Linked DNA regions of Rattus norvegicus: region 1 is linked to region 2. The links are chromatin contacts, called in public Hi-C maps. All regions are on one chromosome and are shown on one strand. The core of a region is the stretch at or near the end of the contact, and the rest is flanking DNA. Distances in the headings are between cores, read along the strand shown. Region 1 holds the start of Gnpnat1 (glucosamine-phosphate N-acetyltransferase 1). Region 2 holds the start of Gpr137c (G protein-coupled receptor 137C).

Region 1 (3,366 bases), core at 435-2,934, 180 kb before region 2:
AATTACGCTGCCGTTCTGTGTGAGACATGCAGTTAGCAAATACGTTTTGTTGCATTGGAATTTGGGTAGATGTTTGTTACTTCACCATACTGTAGTTTATCCCTCCCACACACACATACGTGTACACCAACTAGCATCGTAAGCACATAGTACAGGCCAGGATGTTTTATATGTATTGCTTTATTAGACCCCACATGTCAGCTGAGGTGCCAGATACCACACCAAGAAAAGGAAGCCGGTCACAAATGTTCAAGGCCACAAGTTAAATGGAAGCACGGTAAAGGAAATTCCGGCAATTCGAAGCATTACCTACCAAGCTGTTAACGTCATCCTAACTCTGCAGGTGAAGCTATAGGGACACATGACTTCTTATCCTGTAGTTCTCTAGCGTTGCAAGTTTTAAAATAAGCAATTAAAACAGATAAATATTTTAATGAATTCAGAGATGGAAGTCAAGTGGTCTCTTGGAATATTCAAGCCATTTCTTCCTCTTCATCTATCTCTCTGTCTATCTGTCTGTCTATCTATCTATCTATCTATCTATCTATCTATCTATCTATCTAGTGACAGAGGTTCTCTACATATCCCTGGCTGTGCTTGATCTCATTGTGTGTAGACCAGAGATGCACAAAGCCTCTGGTCTCTACTGCTAGAATTAAAGGCATGCACCACTATGCCAGGTACTACACACACACATATGTATGTATGTATGTATGTATGTATGTCTCCAAATCTCTGCTTCCTCACTTGTCAAATGACGCTAAACGGTACTTAGGAGAGACACTGGAATTAGGAGCCCACGGTACTTAGGAGAGACACTGGAATTAGGAGCCCACGGTACTTAGGAGAGACACTGGAATTAGGAGCCCACGGAAGGGTTTCTCAAGCCTTCCCAGTACTGAGATTACAGAACAAGCACTCTATGTGCTAGATACTCTAAGATGGTTACAGGGTTCTGACTTCACCCCCCTCTTTGCTGTCTGGAGAACCTAGTGCCACTTGCCCAGAGTGAGCTGAAATGTTCCCAGTGTCCTAGGAAGCAAAGTGCTGCAGTGGAGAGCTCAAGGGTGAGTGGTCTCAACTCAGTTTCTAGAAGAAAGGAGCTAACTCTTGTCTCAGACATTTGGGAATCAGGGCATATGATCACCAGTGAGTAACCCAAGTCCTGACTAATGAACTGCATGCATGTGAGGGAAGGGGACAAAGGGGACGAAGGCACTAACAGGGTAGGAGCCTTCGAGCTCAGAAAATGAAAGGAACCCACACTGGTCATCGCGATACGCTGCTTAAACTCCTATGGCTTTATTTTCAGATAAAGCGTGAGGGCGACGGGGCAGTGAGCGAGAGGCGCGTCAGGAAAGTAAACTGATTACGCAAGCCTTGCTCCGGGTCATTGCCCCAAGCCCCAGAGTCACCTTAACTGCCCCAGGGCTCGGCCCCGCCCCGGAGCCCCGCCCCCGGAGCCCCGCCCCCGGAGCCCCGCCCCACAGAGCTCCTTTTGCAGCCCAGAGCCCCGCCCCGCCCCGCCCCTGGAGCCCCGGAGTGGTGTGCGTGGCCGTGCCTCCGCGTGCGCCGCGGTGCGTGAGGGCGGGGCAGGGCGGAGGCGTTGGTCCCGCCACGTTCGGCCAGGCGGTTCCGGCTGCGGCGCGTGGGGGCGCACGGGGGGAGGGGCTGGCGCTGCAGCCGGATCCGGATGCGGCGGCGCTGTGACCCGCAGGCAGACTGACGCGCTGGGACGGGAGCGTGGCTCGCTCCGGTGCGGTGAGGCGGCCTGGGGCTGGGACGCGAAGGCGGGCGGGCTTGGGGCTGCGGACCCCGGAGACTGGGATGCCCCTGTCCGGGAGCCGGGCGGCTAAGCTTGATGCTCTGTTGTCCGGCCGGGCAGGGTCTTGGAGGGCCTAGGGACGAGAGTGTCCGTGGCGTGGGACTGGGGGACGTTCCTCGTCCTGTCTGCCGCCGTCGCTATGAAAGGGCGCGAACTCCCTTTTACCGGTGCAGCGATCAGAGCCGCTGAAGACACGCGCCGGCTCTGAATTGCCCCAGCTGCGCAGACTGTATGAAACCTGGGGTGGGGGGGGACCTGGGACTTGAACCCCTAGAAACGCCGACTCCGTGGTTTCTATTGTGTGTAAGAGCTAATGTTTATGTAAGGCAAACATAAAATTTGTTCCTGTAAAAATAAATGGGGATTCGTTTGGTTGGGATTAATTAATCCAAGAGTGGGTCTCAGGAAATTGGTTAAGGCAGGATTTGTATGGTTGAAACAGATTCCAGGATGCAAAGATTGGCATCTGTTGACTTTCCTGATGTAGAGCACGACGGGAAAATGAGAGGCTCCTCCGTCCTGACCACTCATTTGTTGATGCATTACCTGAGGGCTAGTCTTGGGAACTCGGTGCTCCAACTGTGCAACTAGACTGGGGATAATCAGACGGTGTAGATAGTACACTAACGGGAAGTACTTCTTGCTTCATGAAATACTATCTTCATGAAAATACTCGGAGCTGTCTACCTGTCTATCTACCTATCTGTCACCTATCACAGCGATTTTGATTTGTCTGAAGATCATTTGTGAATCCTGGTCTTCAGTCTTCCCTACTTGTTGCTCCGGTGTTTTTCTAGAAGCACCTGCTCCGCATCTTGTATATAGGCTCAGAGGCTGGAGAACCAAACTTGAAGTTTGGTGTATGTCTTTTGTGTTCTTGCTCGTGGCCCCGTGGCAATCTTTTTTTCTTCGTGACTTTCTGAAATGTGATTTCTATATACCTTACGTCATTCATTATTCATTGACTAGAGGTTTATAGGACTAGGGATTAGGCAATACTCAAGCCGTGTAAACAAATGCTAATTTAGCAGTTAAACCCAAGGGGTTGGGGGCGGGGAGGTGCTTTGAGTTAGGGTTTACAACCAAACATAGAGAAAGTTAGGTGGTGATGACCTTTAAGTGCTACAGAAAGAAGACTTTTTGTCATTTTGTTTTGATAAAAGTCTGTGTAGCAGGGGCTAGCCTGAACTTGGAGGGAGGAGTCGAGGGGATTACCTTAGAACCAACTTAAAAAATATCTCCATGTTTACATCAACTCCCATAATTATTTTTTTTAAAGATTTATTTATTATATATGAGTACACTGTCTCTGTCTTCAGACACACCAGAAGAGGGCATCAGATCCCATTACAGATGATTGTGAGCCACCATGTGGTCTCTGGGAACTGAACTCAGGACCTTTGGAAGAGCAATCAGTGTGCCCTTAACCACTGAGCCATCTCTCCAGCCCCAGAATTTTTTTTTTTTTTCTTTTTTTTGAGACTGGTGCGACTGGGTAGTCTGCTGTCCTTGAGCTCTCACAGTTCATGCTCCAGCCTCCT
Region 2 (3,299 bases), core at 526-3,025:
AAAAATATAAACGATCTGATTCAAAAGTGCCTTTTTGGTTACTTTTCCTTGGAACTGTGTTAATTCTCATCACCTCCAAAAGCCTTTGAGAGGATTAGCTGCATAGACCAATACCGTTCTATATTAGTCAGTATTAAGTGTATGATGTCACCTTTTTTTCTTTTCTCCGAAGCTCTTATTTCGAGGGAAAGGAAGACTTTTGGGGGGCAAACCTGACAACACTAAGGTGTAAACACCACTGATATACATGATTGACAACCTTATACCCCCAACCTGTCTGAAATGGGTCAAATACCAAAGTGCTGCAGAACAATGCAATCCAACCAGCAATTCCCGGTAAAAGAGAAAGGGGGTGTGATTAGACTCCAGCTATTAAGCAAGTTGTTGAAAAAAACAGTTCCGTGGTTTGTTTCTGCAACAGGCACAGGTTAATCGTCTATCTTTTCTCCTAATTAGCTCTCCCCTAAAGGGCTGTGCTGTAAAGAGACCGACTAAATCGCCAAAGCAAGCAGCAACTGGGACAGACACTAAGGGCTTTATGGAGGTCCTTCGACCGTCCCGCAGCATCGGTTATTGATCGTTCAACCCGTCGGGGAAGCGATCGATCGGAATTTGTGTAAGGTGTATCGAGCCACAGTTAAGGAGATGCAGGGGGGAATATAAGCTTCTAATAAAAGAAACGCAGCAACAATAGCGGAGGAACAGCTCTGCCTGGTGACGTAATGGCTGGCAGAGGTCCAGCTTCAGCAGAGCTGCCTCTACCTCAGCATCCAACCTCCCTTAACCCGGTCCAGCCCCGACAGGGCTACCGGAGCTGCTACTTCTTACGATGCCTCTCTGTGGTCGCCCCCAACGCCTTATGTGGAGGTCTGGGACACTGAACAAAGGGTGTCCTACTGTCTTAAGTTATCGGGGCAGGCATGCACTCACTCATTCTCATTCTCTCTCATTCTAATTCATATATATTCATTCTCTCTCTCTCTCTCTCTCTCTCTCTCTCTCTCTCTCTCTCACACACACACACACACACACACACACACACACACACACACACACACACACACACACACACACTCTTCTCTAACCCCTCAGGCACCGAGTCCATCAGCGGCTTAAGTTGAGGGAGAGGGAAAGACAGGAGTGTCTGTCTCGCTGTCCCCAGGCTGCTCTCCGGCCACCTCCCCCGCCCCAATCCCAGTCAGTTTCGGCAGGAGTGGATCCCGGCGGCCCCGCTCCCCCGCTCGCCGGTCCTCCCGCCTTACCTCTGCCAGGTAGAGGTTGAGGAGACAGAGCGTGGAGAACTGGAGGCAGGAGGGGAAGCAGTAGAGCAGCCAGTGCGGGAAGAAGTGCAGGCGAGAGGGTGGCCGCAGCAGGGGCAGAGAGCCGCTGAGGGAGAAGGCGGCCGAGAAGAGCGTGGTCCTGAGCGCTGCCCACGCGAGACACAGGAAGAGGCAGAGGCTCTGGTAACTGAGCCGCCGTTCGCGGTACAGGAGCAGCCGCCACAGCTGCAGGTAGGCAAAGGCGAAGAGCGCGGCGTAGAGCAGCGCGTGCAGCACGCTCAGCGCCAGCTGCACCGAACCGGGAACCGCGGCTCCCGAGGCCGCGACGGCGCCCCCGCCGGGCGTCGAGGGTTCGCGGCCGGCCGTGGGGACCGCGGCGGCCGCCGGCCCGGGCACAGACTCCCTCATGAGGGGACGTGAGCAACCGGGAGGGAGCGCGGGAAGGAAGCGGCCGGAGCGATCCCCGGACCTCCCGCCCACCCCAGCCTGCGGCCCCGGGCAGCGCCGTGACAGGAGTCGCAGCCCCGCGCGGTTGCCGCGGCTGCCCTCGGGCCCGCCTCCCCCTCCCCCGGGGGGTGCTCGGCTCCTCCAGCCGGGGCTCGGCTCCGCAGCGGCAGAAAACAACTCTCGGCTGGAGACAATCAGCTGAGAAACCCGAGCTTTTGAGGCGCTCGCTCCGCACTGTGAGCTGCCCGCGATTGGCCCGGGCGGGCGCGCCCTCTGGGCGCCTCTCTCGGAAGACCACGGGCCACAGAGCCTGTCACTCCAGACTTCGTTAATCTGATTGGCTTCCCGCTTTCTCCTCGCCTCCCCCCGCCCCTCTCCCCACCCACACTGCTGATTGGCCCAGCAACTGCAAGACTTCCTCGCGCCGGCGGGAGGACTCCTGATTCTGACACCTGGAGCTGTTCTCGCTCCGCCCCCTGGTCTTCTATTGGTTGGAGTGTCGCTTACGTAAGGAGCACGAGGAGCAGGCGGAGCCCCCGGGGTTGTTTTTTTCGCCCGAGAGACTGATTTTGCGGAGGCAGTGGCGGCCGTGGGCGGTGAGATCTCTCAGGTAGTCGTAGTCGCTTTGAGAGCCGCCTTGGGGACCAGCCCCTGCCCCGCCTTCTGTCACTGGGGTAGCGGGAAGTGCTGGCTTCAGAGACCTTTAGTTGCACTGCACGAGGATCTCAGGTAGGTGGGTAGCGCGGGCCTGGAGGCTTTGCCTGCAGGATTGCATGCATATCAGCATCCGGCAGCGTTCCTCTAGCCATGCTGCTTGCGGAGCTCCGGCTTCTGATTCAGCTCACCTGTTTCTGGGGCACCGAACGACACTGGTTTTGACTTCTTCTTATTTTCCTTTTCTTTTTCTGAGTGAGCAGGAGGAAATGCAGGGCGAGGGAAGCGAATGAATCAAAGCACGAGCGGAAGCAGTAAGTAATCAACCCTTCCATCTCTCGGGAAGAGGTCCTTAAGGTGGTACTGGGAACAAATGAATGTTAAGGCCTTCTGCAAAGGGAAGGTGATTCTTTGAAACTTAGAAATTTAGAGAGCTGTCTTGGGCGAGGGCGGTGTGTGTGTGTGTGTGTGACAGAGCAGTAACAATTTTGTTCAGAATGGGAGAGTAGCAGTGATGTTCTGCTGGTGTGATAGCCTTGTGTGTAGGAGCAAGTGGTGCTATTCTCATCTGAGACCGAGAGGTACAAAGTAAGAGGTATATTTCTGCTTTAAATGAGTGAGAAACGATGTATATTGGGCCACTACATGATGTTTGTTACTTTTTTGGGGGGTATTTGGTAGCCAATCAGTCAAAGTAATGCAAGATTAAGACTCAGTGTTCTTGTAGACAGCATATTTACTGGAGCATCCAACATCCAGCCCTTCCTAAATACTCCCTTTCCTATGCTGTGCCTAAGAAGAGTGCTGTTTCTTGATCCTCTGCCACCAAATACATGTTACACAGGGGCTTTAAGTTTAAGATCTGTTTTGTACTCATTCTGGCTAGTAGTTTACCAGGCGCCAGATAGTACTACACCC

Evidence for each region. Hi-C and Micro-C count contacts between places; a contact is called where the count stands out from the background.
Region 1: a Hi-C map of prefrontal cortex shows a contact between it and region 2, with 4 times the contacts expected there. The contact joins the promoter of Gnpnat1 here to the promoter of Gpr137c in region 2. A contact is called at or near these places in 3 of 12 Hi-C or Micro-C datasets (mammary epithelial cells, prefrontal cortex and psoas muscle).

Annotation. Positions count from the first base shown.
Region 1 is chr15:21,086,741-21,090,106 of GRCr8, reverse strand. Gnpnat1 (glucosamine-phosphate N-acetyltransferase 1) reads left to right here and starts at 1,684. Exons shown (of 6, transcript NM_001134756.1): 1 at 1,684-1,756. The region is part of intron 1 of Rps10l6 (ribosomal protein S10-like 6); the gene reads right to left.
Region 2 is chr15:20,904,434-20,907,732 of GRCr8, reverse strand. It overlaps Gpr137c (G protein-coupled receptor 137C), which reads right to left and starts at 1,775. Exons shown (of 7, transcript NM_001134541.4): 1 at 1,263-1,775. The coding sequence starts at 1,688. All of the region lies in intron 1 of Rps10l6 (ribosomal protein S10-like 6), which reads right to left. It overlaps Txndc16 (thioredoxin domain containing 16), which reads left to right and starts at 2,281. Exons shown (of 21, transcript NM_001427814.1): 1 at 2,281-2,456; 2 at 2,645-2,695. The coding sequence starts at 2,671.